3 separate regions of the Mus musculus genome follow, and all the other regions are linked to region 1. Evidence: chromatin contacts called from public HiChIP or PLAC-seq data. All regions are on one chromosome and are shown on one strand. The core of a region is the stretch at or near the end of the contact, and the rest is flanking DNA. Distances in the headings are between cores, read along the strand shown.

Evidence for each region. HiChIP or PLAC-seq counts read pairs in DNA pulled down with a chosen protein or histone mark.
Region 2: a contact with region 1 is called in an H3K4me3 HiChIP or PLAC-seq map of bone marrow-derived macrophages, with 6 times the contacts expected there. The contact joins two enhancer-like sites. A contact is called at or near these places in 1 of 15 datasets of contacts at CTCF or cohesin (the NIH/3T3 cell line), 2 of 484 Hi-C or Micro-C datasets (embryonic stem cells and nephron progenitors) and 1 of 115 datasets of contacts at active chromatin or transcription factors (bone marrow-derived macrophages).
Region 3: an H3K4me3 HiChIP or PLAC-seq map of bone marrow-derived macrophages shows a contact between it and region 1, with 4 times the contacts expected there. The contact joins two enhancer-like sites. A contact is called at or near these places in 4 of 115 datasets of contacts at active chromatin or transcription factors (bone marrow-derived macrophages, craniofacial prominence, embryonic stem cells and 1 more).

Annotation. Positions count from the first base shown.
Region 1 is chr10:120,813,374-120,817,888 of GRCm38.p6, reverse strand. All of the region lies in intron 5 of Msrb3 (methionine sulfoxide reductase B3), which reads left to right. Among named protein-coding and RNA genes, the nearest start is that of Gm15910, 42 kb to the left of the region's middle. Within about 2 kb of position 2,413, at least 41 of the 459 cell types and tissues checked have an H3K27ac peak or open chromatin away from gene starts, as enhancers often do. A contact at or near this core is called in bone marrow-derived macrophages, where this site is marked.
Region 2 is chr10:120,489,694-120,494,208 of GRCm38.p6, reverse strand. No RefSeq gene overlaps it. Among named protein-coding and RNA genes, the nearest start is that of Hmga2, 15 kb to the right of the region's middle. Within about 2 kb of position 2,493, at least 5 of the 459 cell types and tissues checked have an H3K27ac peak or open chromatin away from gene starts, as enhancers often do. A contact at or near this core is called in bone marrow-derived macrophages, where this site is marked.
Region 3 is chr10:120,540,008-120,544,522 of GRCm38.p6, reverse strand. No RefSeq gene overlaps it. Among named protein-coding and RNA genes, the nearest start is that of Gm34952, 14 kb to the right of the region's middle. Within about 2 kb of position 2,717, at least 1 of the 459 cell types and tissues checked has an H3K27ac peak or open chromatin away from gene starts, as enhancers often do. A contact at or near this core is called in bone marrow-derived macrophages, where this site is marked.

The sequences.
Region 1 (4,515 bases), core at 1,164-3,663:
GCCCTTAGTTGCTGGGACTAAGGGTGCATACCAGCACCACCTCTTTTTACATGGATCTGTCTGAATGCATTAGGCTGTGTGGCCTGCTCAGGTAGAACTTAGTAGAATCATACCCAAAATCGATTGGTAGTGACTTTTTCATTTACTCTTCTTACTGCTAGATTGATGATTTTTCTCTTTAGGCTTTATTTTTTTTTAACTATGGTTTTCTAATTTATATGACGTGTGACATACCTCGATTTGAGTCGTGGTCTACGGCACAAAACACTGAAGGGCTCTGTATTTATCTTTTATCTGACTTGCCACTGAGTTGGTGGGATGACTTTATATAGAATGATCCAAAACAGAAAGGCTATGGTTTAGAAAATGTCTTAATCTGCTTCAGATAGCTTAGTGGGCTGAGCTAGTAAAGCTGACATGATTAATGAGCGAAGAAGATTAAAATATTTTCACATTCTGGTTTTAATGACCACTATCTTATTTCCGCCCTGAAATTTACAGCTAGTAAAATTATTACAAGAAAAATATATCAATCATAATCCACTTGAAGCTGTTTAACCGTATCAAATTGTGCCCGGTTTTTAGTCAAAAAACATAAATTAGGAAAAAATTTCAACTCAAATGTAGCTTTTGTGAGGTCTCTAATATATTCATTAAAGTGTTAAGATTTAGTAGGCTTAGCATAAAGGGCCTAAGATTATTGTTTTTCAATTAGTATGTCATTTTAAAACTTTATCTTTATAGCTAGGCATATCCTCATCACTTGGAAACAGACCATCTCAGAAAGTGTCACTTGTAGCTAACTAGGTGGCACAAGTGTAACTCTGAAGGTTGGACATTTGCCCACTGACTCTGGCAGCTCTGCCTTTTTAATCCCCAGATAACGATGTATATTCATTCCCTGTCATATTTACCTAGAGGAAGCCTTTCCTAATCCCTCATTTTTCTCCTCCTCGGAGGTTATGTGTAAATACTACATAAAATGGGCAAATGGAAAGATGTCTGCTTTGTCTAAAGATACCCATTCATCTTACACAAGCTCATCAGCCAGGCTTTGAAAGGATGGTGAGAGGAGGCTGTTTGCTGGAAGGAAGAGAATGGATAAGACCAAAGACAAACTATGTTGCAAATCAAGCAAACTATGTTGCAAACTGCTAGTAAATCCCTTTAAAGCATGGATGAGGCTTTTCTGAGGCATCTGCTCTGTCCCACCTTATAGTGTTTGGTTCTTGGTGTCTCTTACCCTCCGCAGAGCCTGCTGATTGCTGGCAGGTATTGGGAAGCCAGCTTTACTCTAGCTTCGTTTTCTGACAGGCAATGTAGAGTGATTTCAATGCAGTTGAGAGAAGTTAGTTTTTCTTCCTTCCTTCCTTTCTATGTTTACAAAGGTGGAAAAAACAAACAAACAAACAAAACAAAACAAAACAACGTAATTCTTTCAGCCTCATTTGCTTCTGACAAATTCCTTTTTCTATTGAACACAAAGTTTTAAGTACAGTATGGTGAAGTTTACCTTACGTGTGCAAATAGCCTTAAATAAATAAATAAATGATAAAAGATAAAAAATAAAAAATAAAAAATAATTGAATGATTTTTCAGAGGCCAATAAGCATTTCCAAAGTTTAACCAAATTGGGAATTATAGAAATATAAATGGTATCAACTATTATATGCCCAAAAATTAGGGCTTCAAGAGTGTAGTTAGACCAAGTTCAAACATTAGTAATGGGAACAGAATTTTGATGTGTATGGATTCCCCCACCCCCGAAAAGGAACTTGATGATTGCTTAATACAGAAATTCTAATTTCAGAAACTTTATAGAGAAAATACTCGAGGTGAATGTGGAAGAGTGTTCATAAAATACTCACGATCATAGGAAGAAAGGAAAGGAAAGGAAAGGAAAGGAAAGGAAAGGAAAGGAAAGGAAAGGAAAAGGGGGAGGGGGAGAGGGGGAGGAGAGGGAAGAGAGCCTAAACATTCCAAATCTCCATAATAAGGGCAGGTCACTATATTTTCTCTATGTAGAATTTTTAAAAAGAAATATAGTAAAATTTTAACAGTAGTTATTTCAGTGAAGTAAGATTACAGGTGGCTTTATTATCTTTTTTAGAGCTTCTTGTAATATTCTAGTGTAGTGTGTAAAGCCACTCAATGCTTTTGTAAACAGGGAAAAGGAAATCATTATAGCTAACCTTTCTGTGTCCCCCATGTCCACCACTTCTGCTCCTGGCAGAAGATCTCCACCCAGTGACTTTCAGAATGTCCCAGTCATTCCATGGGGCACTGTCTCGAAAGACTGGAACTCATGATAGAAAGGAAAGAAATGTGATTTACACGGGCTTCTCACCAAGTGAGCAAGGAGGGGAACATACTGCTTTATGTGAATGTTGTGGGGGCAGAAAGAGGAAGTCACCAAGGCTGACACGTGGAAGCCTTAAAGAATAAAGAGACCAGCTGGAAACAGGAACTCAAACTTCACAAGTCAAAAGATGGTGGACTCCCGTCAGAGTTGCGTGGCTCTTCTCATGGTAGCTTTACTGAATATTAAAACTAACAGCTGAAACATGGTGTAGTTGAAAGGAAGAAAGAGCTGGCTCTTTCCGCAGAAAGAGAGCAGCTGACCAATGACAGTCCGTATTCTACAGAAACCACTGTTGGTTAAATGAAGCCACCACGGACATGCTTCTAGCTGAAGGCCTTCAATTTGTGACTTTTAAAATATAGTCTAGAGCTTACTGCATCTGTCTTCCAACTCTGCCCTTTGTTAAGTGGTGCGGCTACTCCTGGAACTGGTCAGGATGTGATATGCGGACATTCTCAAAGATGTGAATGGGTTGGTGGGTTTTTCAAAAGTTTGCTTGTAAGTCAATTGCTTTGAGCTTAGAATATATTTTGTTATTGAGCATTCTGCAGGCCCAGTTTCCCCCGGGGGTAGAACCTATAATGTACTTGATAGTATATAACTGTCTCAGTGGACAGTTTATCCAGACTGTCAGGTTGGGATGTCAAGCATCAATTTCCCACTTGTGGGAGGGAGAGGGTCCTTCACTCAGCTCCCATGATTGTTGGGAGTCTGGAGCAGTGTTTGAAATGATTGGTTTTGGATTCACACCATCTGTTCAGCAGCTGGGGATTGAAAGAGAATGTTGTGGAGTTGTGGAGACCGAGGTAGCCAAGGTTCTGGGAGAGTATCAACAGTACTATGTAAGTTGTGTATGAGAGATCATGAAAGGTTGGATTAGAAAGATAATTTGAGCTAAGTGCTAAAAGAAAATGGGAGCGTATCCCGGGGATCTACAAAAGGAGGGGAGGAGAGGATAATTGAAGACCTGAGGAGTGGCGTGTCTCCAGTGGCTTCCAGTGATGGCGAGCCTACTGCCGGCACCTGGGTTTATTTACACCAATGTTACCCCGTCTTCACTCTGCTTGCTAGAGCCTACTTCCTTCGAACAGTTTTTCTCAGTCCTATTCACATGTCAGAACAACTCAATGAACTTAAAAAGAAAAAATAGGTCCTTGGTCTCATTGATAACCAATTGTCTCAAAGAGTCTGGCGCTAGAGTTTAGGTATACAACACTCTCTAAAAGGCCCCCAAGTGACTCTAATGTGTATATAGAGGCTGACCGCCCCCGGAAGTGATCAGATGTAAGCAGACATACTGTTGTCTGCTTCATTCACTGTTTCTCTGCATCCAGCACAAGGACTGGCCCTCACTAGAAGTTCAGGGAACATTTGCTTGAACTCAAGAATGAATCAAAGAAGGAAGAAGGGCTGGATTTAATTAGTCTCTAACTCCATGGATTATAGTTCAGCAACAGGTCACATTTGTGGCAAGTCTCTTCTGGACTTGTCTCTGTTCAGACAACTGGTCTTCTGTATGATTCCTAAGAGCCCCCGTTGGCACTCCATGTCTCCTGGGGCCTTGTTTCTCTGTCCTTGTTGTCGAGAACCTGTCGAGAACGGAGATCCCAAGGCAGACTCATTTTCTAGAGCCCAGAATGTTGCTCCTGAATCCTGGGCAAAAAGCTAAGGGTTTTTTAAGCTCGATTGGCGTTTTGGTCTCTTTGATACGTCGTTTCCCAGATTCCCCCTTGATTGGGTAGTTTTCTTATACTTGAGATTCCCTTCGGTTGACCTGGTGCTCTTGAAGTAGTTGTAGCTGGTAAACGGGTAGGAAGGTTCAGTAAGCCCTTATTTTCTTCCCAGTGCTAGGGGTCAAGTCTGTGACCTGGTACATGTTAGGCTGACTGCCATTTCTGGCCAATATGGCTCCTGATGGAATTCACATAATTTTTTATCTCCTTTATCATTGTTTGCCACTTTCGTTGTTTTGAAATGTGTGCATTAATAGTCCTTAGAGTAAGTGAGGATTACCAGGGCTCATGTGTGTGTGTGTGTGTGTGTGTGTGTGTGTGTGTGTGTGTGTGTGTGAGTGTCTTGTGTTTCTAGTAATTTTTGTTCTATACAGTTCACAACTCTGTCATATATAAAAGTGCACCAGAGGTTGTGTGCTT
Region 2 (4,515 bases), core at 1,244-3,743, 320 kb after region 1:
AGATTTTTAAAGTAAAGGACTGGAATATATATCAACTGTTTCTAATAGTTGCCTCTGAGAAGAAAAATAAATACAAAACAGAAAGGATGGGAAAGAGGATCTTTCATGTTTGGGTCCAAATATTTCTGAATTGTTTGAATGTTCTACAGTGGGGATTTCTTTTAGTAGAGTGTGTGCTCATTTTAGAGGAGACAATTTATAGGAACTTGAAAACCACTGAGTTGGAGTCGGACCTAACAAGGCCAAGAGTAGCTGTCTTTATCCTACACAGGCAAGTTTCTTAGTCTGCTTCTTGCTGCTGAGAGAAAAAAATGGGGGGGGGGGAGTAAGGCTCTTTACCATGAACAGTTCCCAAGTCCGGGTGCATTCCTCTGTCATGTACCAAGACAGTACCTCAAACACTGCTTCATCTTCAGAGAGGGAATTCTTCACCCTTGAGTAGTAGCAGGTGGGAAGGCAGAACTGAAAGGAAGAGGGCAAATGAGAGGAGGGGTCCTGGCTGTGTTTTTATAACAGCACAAACAGTACCCAGGAAGGTCCTTCCCAAGAGTCTTAAAGTTGCAGTGAAATTTGAAGAAGGGTTTTGGAGAGGACAGCCGGCCAAAGTGCCACCTGGAATCACGAAGAGAAAACCTGACCACTGTTGGACAGAGATCACACCGACTTCTCAGTCTAGTGTCCCATTAGTCACGGTCCAGATCTGGCGAGACAGAGACAGCGTGATTCTGATGAGTCCCAGGTCACAGCAGGTGCCTTGAGGGAGGGCCAACCTTGTTCACTGCTTTAAATGACTATATTAAAATTCCGTTTACATCTCAAACAATGTGCCTGTTTAGAGCGCCCAGTTCACTAGTTTTTAGTGTACTCACAGTTGTGAAATCGTTACTACAACCAGCTGTAGAATTCCTTTACTCGTTCTGAAAGGCGAAGGTCTGAGTGCCAGCAGCTGCTCTTCACTGCTTTCTGTTCCTCACAGAACAGGAATAGACTTTCCTTACCAGTACTTTTGGCAATTCTGGATATTTTACATAAATAGACTATTTTAAAAGATTTAATATGAGTGAGGGGGGAGGGGTGGATGTGCGCATGTGCACGCATGCGTCTGGGCCCGTGAGTCTATGTTCACTGGCCACAGAGGTCAGACCTCAGATTCCCTGCAGCTGAGACTACAGATGGTTGTGAGCTGTCCAACATGGATACTCCAGGCCTCTGGAAGAGCAGTAAGTGTTCTTAACCACTAACCCATTAATGAAATTTTACAATAGTATCCTTCAGAGTCTGACTCAGCATATTCTTTCCAAGAATCATACACGGTTGTAGCATGTTGTAGCGCATGCCAGTGCTTCGTGTCTTTTTCAGTGTTGAGTACTATCCCATATCGTGAATGGACAGATATTTTATTTTTCCAGTTACCGGATCGTGAACATTTTATGTTTGTGCTTTTTCCGTGTTTTAGCCAGTATGGTTGTGTGGATGTTTACATTTTGTTTATATACACATACATAAATGATATGTAATATGAATAGACATGCTGAGTGAAGAAACTCTAGTTGGTATGAGCATGACAAACATGGCTCTGGAAAGCCTTGCACTTCTTCTATTCCCTCTGCCTTGCTAAGAGCCATTAGATGACATTCCTAAAGCTAGCCACCAAGGGCTAGTCCCTTATTTGGCCACTTCCTCCCCCTGAGGCTGACCACCAAGGTCCAGTTATCAAAGCATTGAAGTCCAACCATCAAAAGCCCCCTTTTGGCCACTTTAATTATCGTGCCCAATTAAAATTAGTCAACTCATCCTAACATGTGATTTCCCCTTTCACCTTTATAAACCAACATTTGTCTATGGGTCATGGCTGTCTTCTCTCTATCCAGAGGCAGTCCTTTGTTATGTCCCACCCCCACCCTGGACTAATATACCATTACACTCCCCTTGCTCCCGTTCTCCCCTCTCCCTTGTTCCTTTCCCCATCTCTCTCTAACTCTTGCCTCTGTCTTTAATTCCCTGCTCTCTGTCCATTTGAGACAAATAAATCTTTATGCTGAGAACTGGACTTGGGGTTGTCTCGAGCTGACTCTGAGGTCCCTAAGGACGAGCCCTGTGGAAATTGTACTCTTAAGGTTCTCATGAGAGTTTGTTTCCTCAAGCAACTGTATCACATCTCAAGAAGCAACATGTCAATGCGCCAGTGGCCCTGTGCCCTCAGCAACACTTCCGCCGTATGCGTTTATGATCGGAGCGCAGCATCCTAGTGGGAGCGCAGCATCCTAGTGGGAGCGCAGCATCCTAGTGGGAGTGACATCACTTCCCTGTGCTCCGGAAGATGACTACCAGTACTGGAACCAATGGCCCTTCCCTCAAACAGCATTATAAGCAACCACAAAGCCCAGTGGCTTCGACCACTGGCACCCAGTCCTCACTCTGTAGGGCGAGGCATCCATTCTGATATTATTTCATGTGTCTTCATTGCAGGACTGAGACTGTTTCTGACGTGGTGGAGTGTCCACTCTCAGATGACAAGCAGGAACAGCCTGTGGCCTGGATCTGGCACATGACACTTCTGCTTTCCAACTGCTGTCCAAAAATTTCCTGTCACCAAACCCAACTTCAATACAGCCAGTATCGCAAAGCTTGGCTTCCAGAGTGAAAGAGCAAGAGAGTGTAATTTTACAGAGGAAGGGAGTGAATTATTGAAAACAACAGTCCAGTTTCCCTCCCCGCTCAGTTCTGTCTCAATGGCATCTTGCTTCCTATTTACTAACACGGTGAACTCATTATTGCACTCAAACTTCAGGGCATCTTAGATCTCAAACATTCCATCCCTTCCCCCAGTAGCATCTTCCTCAAGGTCTCCATTTGGGAGACTATATTAAAATCTGAAATTATTAGAAGCTGAAATGATTAAAAACGAGAGTGTTGGATTATACCAAAACTGTTCTTTTGTATCAAACATTGCTAGCCGCTACCCAGAATTTATCTGTTGACTTCTTTCTTTAAAAATCACTGAAGCACCTGTGGGACAAGCGTGAGACACAGGGTCCATACTCTCAAGGCCCCCAGAAAAGCTGAGTAGGCCTGGTGTCCACCTGTGACCCCAGCAAGCAGAAGTAGAGGCAGGGGTATTCCCAGAGCAAGCTGACTGGCTAAGCTCCACACCTCGAGAGACCCTCAGATAAAATGTGAAAGCCATTAAGGATGCTATCCAGCAGCAGTCTTAGGTTTCCACAGGCTTGTGCACATGAGTACCTGTACACACAAGTGTGCCCCAAGTATGTGAAGGAGCACATGTACATACACCCAGCTCACAGACATATATATACACATATATGTATATATATGCACATATACATACACACATATATGTGTGTGTGTATATATGTATACGTGTATACGTGTATATATGTATATGTGTATATATATGTATATATATATTCAAATGACAGATTCTCAATCAGGTGTGGTGGCACATGGCTCTAATCCCAATAAGGCTAAGGCAGGGGCATCATAAAATGTGAATTAGCCTGGGCTACAGAGAGAGTTGAAGATCTTTCTGACTTGCAGAGCAAGCAAGACCTTATCTCAATGAGCAAACAAATTCCAACTGAACTTATTCAGAGTAGTAAAACATTTTATATTTTATTTACTTTTTTATTTTATTTTTTATTTTTGCAGCCTCTCTCATCTGGAGCTGAGACTGACCTTGTGAAAATCTGCTGTGGATTTCTGGACCAGTCTGTTTTCCTTATTTTGCTCCTGTTTTGTCTAGCACGTGGCTGCTGAACTTGAGGTGGAGTGGCCATACTTTGAAGATGAGGTAACCATTCTAGGCGAGAGGAAGAGGCTGAGCACCCGCAGAGCGTGGAAAGAGAAAGGCAGGCAGAGACACCCGTGGACTGTAGTTTTGCTCCTGTTGTGAATTGTAACGTAAATATTTTTGGAGACAGAGGTTTGTTTGCCAAAGGGGTCACGAGCCACAGGTTGAGAACTGATTATTTAGTGGCCCGGACTGGTGGTCTCAGTTATCCAGGGTACCTTGACTGTGGCTGTCCTTGAGTTTGAGCAATAGAAGCATGACCTAAGAACTCTGACAAGAAAGGAGAGGAGATCAGGGTCCTTTTCTCACCTTGTCCCTTCTCTAGAGCCTCCTCTCGGACACTGGTCACAAATTTTTCCTAGCCTGGGCTTCTCCCAACATAGCCTGGGCTCACAGCCCAGCTCCTCCTCAAGGGTTCTGACTTCTGCATGACTTCTCCCTCTCCTTCTTCAGCCCTCCAGTGACAGTAACTCCTCAGTGCTACCCATGTGTAGGTAGCTCAACACCTCTTTTTGTTCCTATAAACTTGGGAGATCTCTATACTCAGGCTTGGCGGTTCGGTGCTTCATGAGGGCCATCTGCAGGGAATTGCTTCCAGCTGCCAGCTGCCTAACAGAAAAGCCAAACCTCTCTGCTGCATGGTTTCAGGTTTGCACTTCAGCAACTTTTCCTCAGAGCCCTCCCTTTGCTTCAAATTCCATTGC
Region 3 (4,515 bases), core at 1,468-3,967, 270 kb after region 1:
GAACAATTTGTAAATGGCTATAGTTCCTACTAGTACCATGAGTTTCTAAGAAGCTGTCCTGTGAATATTTCCCTGTTAGTTCTTCTGGCATTTCTGAAGCTTTGAAGTTATAGCAGACTCAGGCTGCTCACCACGATCATTAGTGTTATTCAGAGATGATACAGCAGCAACAATGTATCTACCTGGGGAGAGTTCCAGTCAGACCTGAGGAGCCCGCATTCTGATTCCCTCTTCCCTCCACCTCCTTTCCTCTCTTCTCTTACTCTAGTGAACCAAAAGAAGCCAGGAATCTGAACGTTTCCAAATGCGATTTTTAAAATTGTTCCTCGAAGCTCTGGAGTGTACATTGCGCATGTACACTCCCAAGCACACATATTCTTATACTGCTGAACCATTGCTCAATGCTAGGCTGAGATTCAAAGCAGTGTTTTGTTTCTTTAGACCAGTGGTTCTCAACCTTCCTAACACAGTGACCCTTCAACCTCATATTGCGGTGACCCCTAACCATAAAATTACTTTCATTGCTACTTCACAACTGTAATGTTACTGCTGCTATGAATCCTAATTGTTTTTTTTTTTAATTTATTATATGTAAGTACACCTGAAGCTGTCTTCAGACACACCAGAAGAGGGCATCAGATCTCATTACAGATGGTTTTGAGCCACCATGTGGTTGCTGGGATTTGAACTCAGGACCTCTGAAAGAGCAGTCAGTGCTCTTAACCACTGAACCATCTCTCCAGTGCCGCCTCCCCCCCACCCCCATGTGTTTTCTGATGGTCTTAGGCTACCCCTGTGAGAGAGTTGTTGAGCCCCCCTGCCCTCCCCGAAAAGGTCACAACCCACAGGTTGAGAACCACTGCTTTATGGAGCAAGTGTCTATTTTGGTTCTTTTGCCTAATTGACTGGGCACTTTACGGCAAGAGTAAGTTTTGTAGAAATGCTTGTCCCAGTGGAAGAAGACTCAGCAAGGGACAAAAGAGACAGGGGATGAGGGAGGAACATCCCTTCTCCATTCACCTGGGCCGACTTGCATGCTTGCCGGGTGGGTGGCAGACCTGTTCTGTTCCGGCGAGTACAAAGCCTCAGCCTATGCTTGACTGCAAGAGTAAAGAAAACTTTACAGATGAGCGCTGACAGTGGTATCGCTCTGCTCCGTGGTGTGGTCCTAGCAGAGAGTGTGTCACATTTATGCCACACAGGCACTTGGCCTTAACTCAGGTACCCACTTTAACTGCCTTGCATATACTTAGTAAGTTAACCATGCCTCCTAAGAAATAGATTTTGAAATTATACACTTAAGGGTAATGTCATAAATAAGGAGTGGTGGTTTGAATACACTTGGCCCAGGGAGTGGCACTATTTGGAGGTGTGGCCTTGTTGGTGAGTGTGACCTTGTTGGAGGAAGTGTGTCGTGAGCTTTGAGAGCTTCCTCCTAGCTGCCTGAAGATGCCAGTCTTCTCCTGTTTACCTTTAGAACAAGATGCTGAATTCTCATCTCCTTCTACCTGGAAGCTACCATGCTCCTGCCTTGATGATAATGGATTGAACCTCTGAACCTGTAAGCCAGCCCCAATTAAATATGGGCCTAATAAATGAAAAAAATTCATTTATTTTTTACTAATAAAATTTATTTTTCTTTTTTCACTAATAAATGAAAAAGAAAGGTAATTTATCAGACAGACAGACAGACAGGTGTTCCCAGCCTTCTTTTTTGGCCATCCATCCATTGTATGGTAGATCTTACTTCCCAAGAGGGTTGCTGTAGGATCTCTCATGCCATATAACCTTTTTACGACTTGATGCTGACACTCCTCTGATGAAGAAGCAGGATTTCATGTTCCCACCTCAGAAGTGACAGGTCTTACATTCATGGCAGATGTGACACTGTGGCTTCAAAAGGCAGTTCCATTGAAGACTATCTAGTTTCTTCCTTATTCTCTGAGAACACTGCTCCTGAACCCCAGAGAGTCAAGAGGAGATCTCTGGGGCCACATGCAGAGAGCCCCGTGTAGGTTCCAACTGGCAGACCTGGTTGTGGTCCCTCCTATCAGCCCATAGCAATCACTGGTGGGTAACCTTTAAGAGGGTCCAGTCCCCAGAAGCCATCACCAGCATTTGAGTGAGCTATCCTTGCTGAGTTCTGCCCAAACTACCCATTTGCAAGAAAGAAGGAAAAGAGGTGATTGCATCAAATCACCAAGTTCTGTCTATTCTCTTATGTTCTGCCCTGTGACTTTAACCCTGATTCTCCTCTCTGAGACATTGCTGGTTATTCAAATATCGGCATAGAAACTACCTATCGAAAAATCACCTAAACCAGGAAAAAGCACAAGTTCCTTATAAAACAAGGACCAGGAAAGAAGAAGAAACAGCATTAAGGGCAATGGAGCCACTGTTAGAAGTGCAGCCTTGGCAGCTACAATGCACTGTCTACTTACGGCACTTGAGCTGGGACGGACTGAGAATTGCTTTCTTAATAGAAACAGCTGTCTCGAAAGGTCAGAAAAAGCGCCAGATGAAGGAAGGATTGAACAGACAGAAACTGGTGCTAGTGAAGTCTCCGATCCAGGGCGAGGTTTTCTTTGTACTGTAGATCACAAGAGGCTAAGTAGATTCAGTAATCCATTGCTATCACCAAAGCCCTCGTCTCATCTGCAATGCAAGATCACCCTCTTGTCCCTAGTTGGAAGGCTCTGATGTAACTTCCCTCAAAGAGCTGCTAGAAACTTCTTCCTCAAATTGAGCTAGAGAAAGCTCCCTGGAACTCTTCCCTTGTGATTCTGCTGAGAAGTGGCCTCTTCTACAGGAAATTTGCTCCTAAACTCAACATGAGGCAGGTAGGTGAACATGACCAAGAGTTTCCAGCCCTTCATTCTTCCGCCAACGTCTGTCCCGTCCTCAGTTGGAACTGATCACGGATTCTTCGGTTGAAAGTTGAGATGCTGGTCAACTTATATCTTAGAGACAAATGGATAAAAATTGGATTTTATTTTCAGAGCAAGATCCATAGCTTACTGGTAGAGAACACACCTAACATGTGCAAAGTCCTAAATTCAATCGTCATAACTCTCCAAATGCATTTTTCATGGCTACCGTGGTATTCCTGTAGACTAGATGCTCATGCTTGGAAGGGGAAATGGCCGTGAGAAAAGGAATTCAAGCTTATGTGGGGCTCACAGGCTCTCATTAAGTGGAGTAGTTAGAGGTGTGGCCTACATTGTGTAATTGCATTTTTCTCTTAAAAATTAGGTTATTTGTGCAGGGGGGTCACATAATTCTATTTGTTCGATTAAAGACAGACGTACCACCAGAGTAAGCCTGCCTCTTGAAGTTGAATGAGGAGCGCTCGCCGATGTCTTCACTGGGAAAGTGTTTGGAAGGTGGTCATTAGAATTCCTGAGGCAGTTCCCACATATCATCCTTTCTTCAAAACTCTCCCACAGAACGTGGCTGCTAGGTGAAGCCTCTTCTCATTCCTCTCTCTCCTCACGACAGATCTGAACACGTGTCCTTAAGTGCAAATCCCAGGTCTGATCAAACTGCCCGGACGGAGGTGATGATACACACACCATCAAGCTGAGCGCTCACGTCTGTGGCTCCAGCCAAAACTTCCATTTGGCAACTTGTTCCTATTGTTGAGTTACAGTTCGCAACAACTGGAGTATGCTGTAAAGTTGCAAGTATTTCAGCATTCCGAAAGCAGAGCAGGAGATGTCAGCAGATTCATCACCAAGAGCAACATGTTAGCAGCTTGTCTTTCCTCCCTGGAGATTACTGAGTCTTCCTTTCTTTCTCCTCTTCTCTGCTTTCAAAGACAGTATCTTGCTGTGAGGCCTCAAACTAGCGATCTGCCAACCTCCATCCTCCCAAGCTGTCCATTACAGACATGCACTCGCATATCCAGCTGGAAATCTTCCTTCATATGTGCTTTTTGTGTGTGTGTGTGCCCATGTCTACCACACTGTGCCTCTGCACCATGCCATGCTAAGGATTGTTGATTTGGGAGCCTGCAAGATGCCTCGGTGTGATAAAGACATCTGTTGCAAAGCCTGACATCTTTAGTTTGATTCCTGGGATCCATGGTGGAAGGAGATAACAGTTTCCCACAAAGTGTCCTCTGAACTCTATACCCGGGAGGTGGCGAGTACAAGCACACAAAATAAAGAAATGTATATAAAAATGGTTAAGAGGCCAGCCTGGTATACAGAATGAGTTCCAGGACAGCCAGGGCTATACAGAGAAACCCTGTCTCGAAAACCAAAAACAAACAAACAAACAAACAAACAAAAAACAACGGTTAAGAGTTGTTTATTCTACAATTACTTGTAAAATATCTACTATGTCCTTTCTACTGTCTTTTTTTTTTTTTTTTTTTTTTTTTACTATTTAAGTGTGTTGCTGATGTCATCACAGAGTTCCACATTCATGAATTTGATTCTTCCTAGACCATGTGTTGTTGCAGCAAATGGGACACCTTGCTGACAGCTCTGTGAGCCACCACTAGTGGTAGTG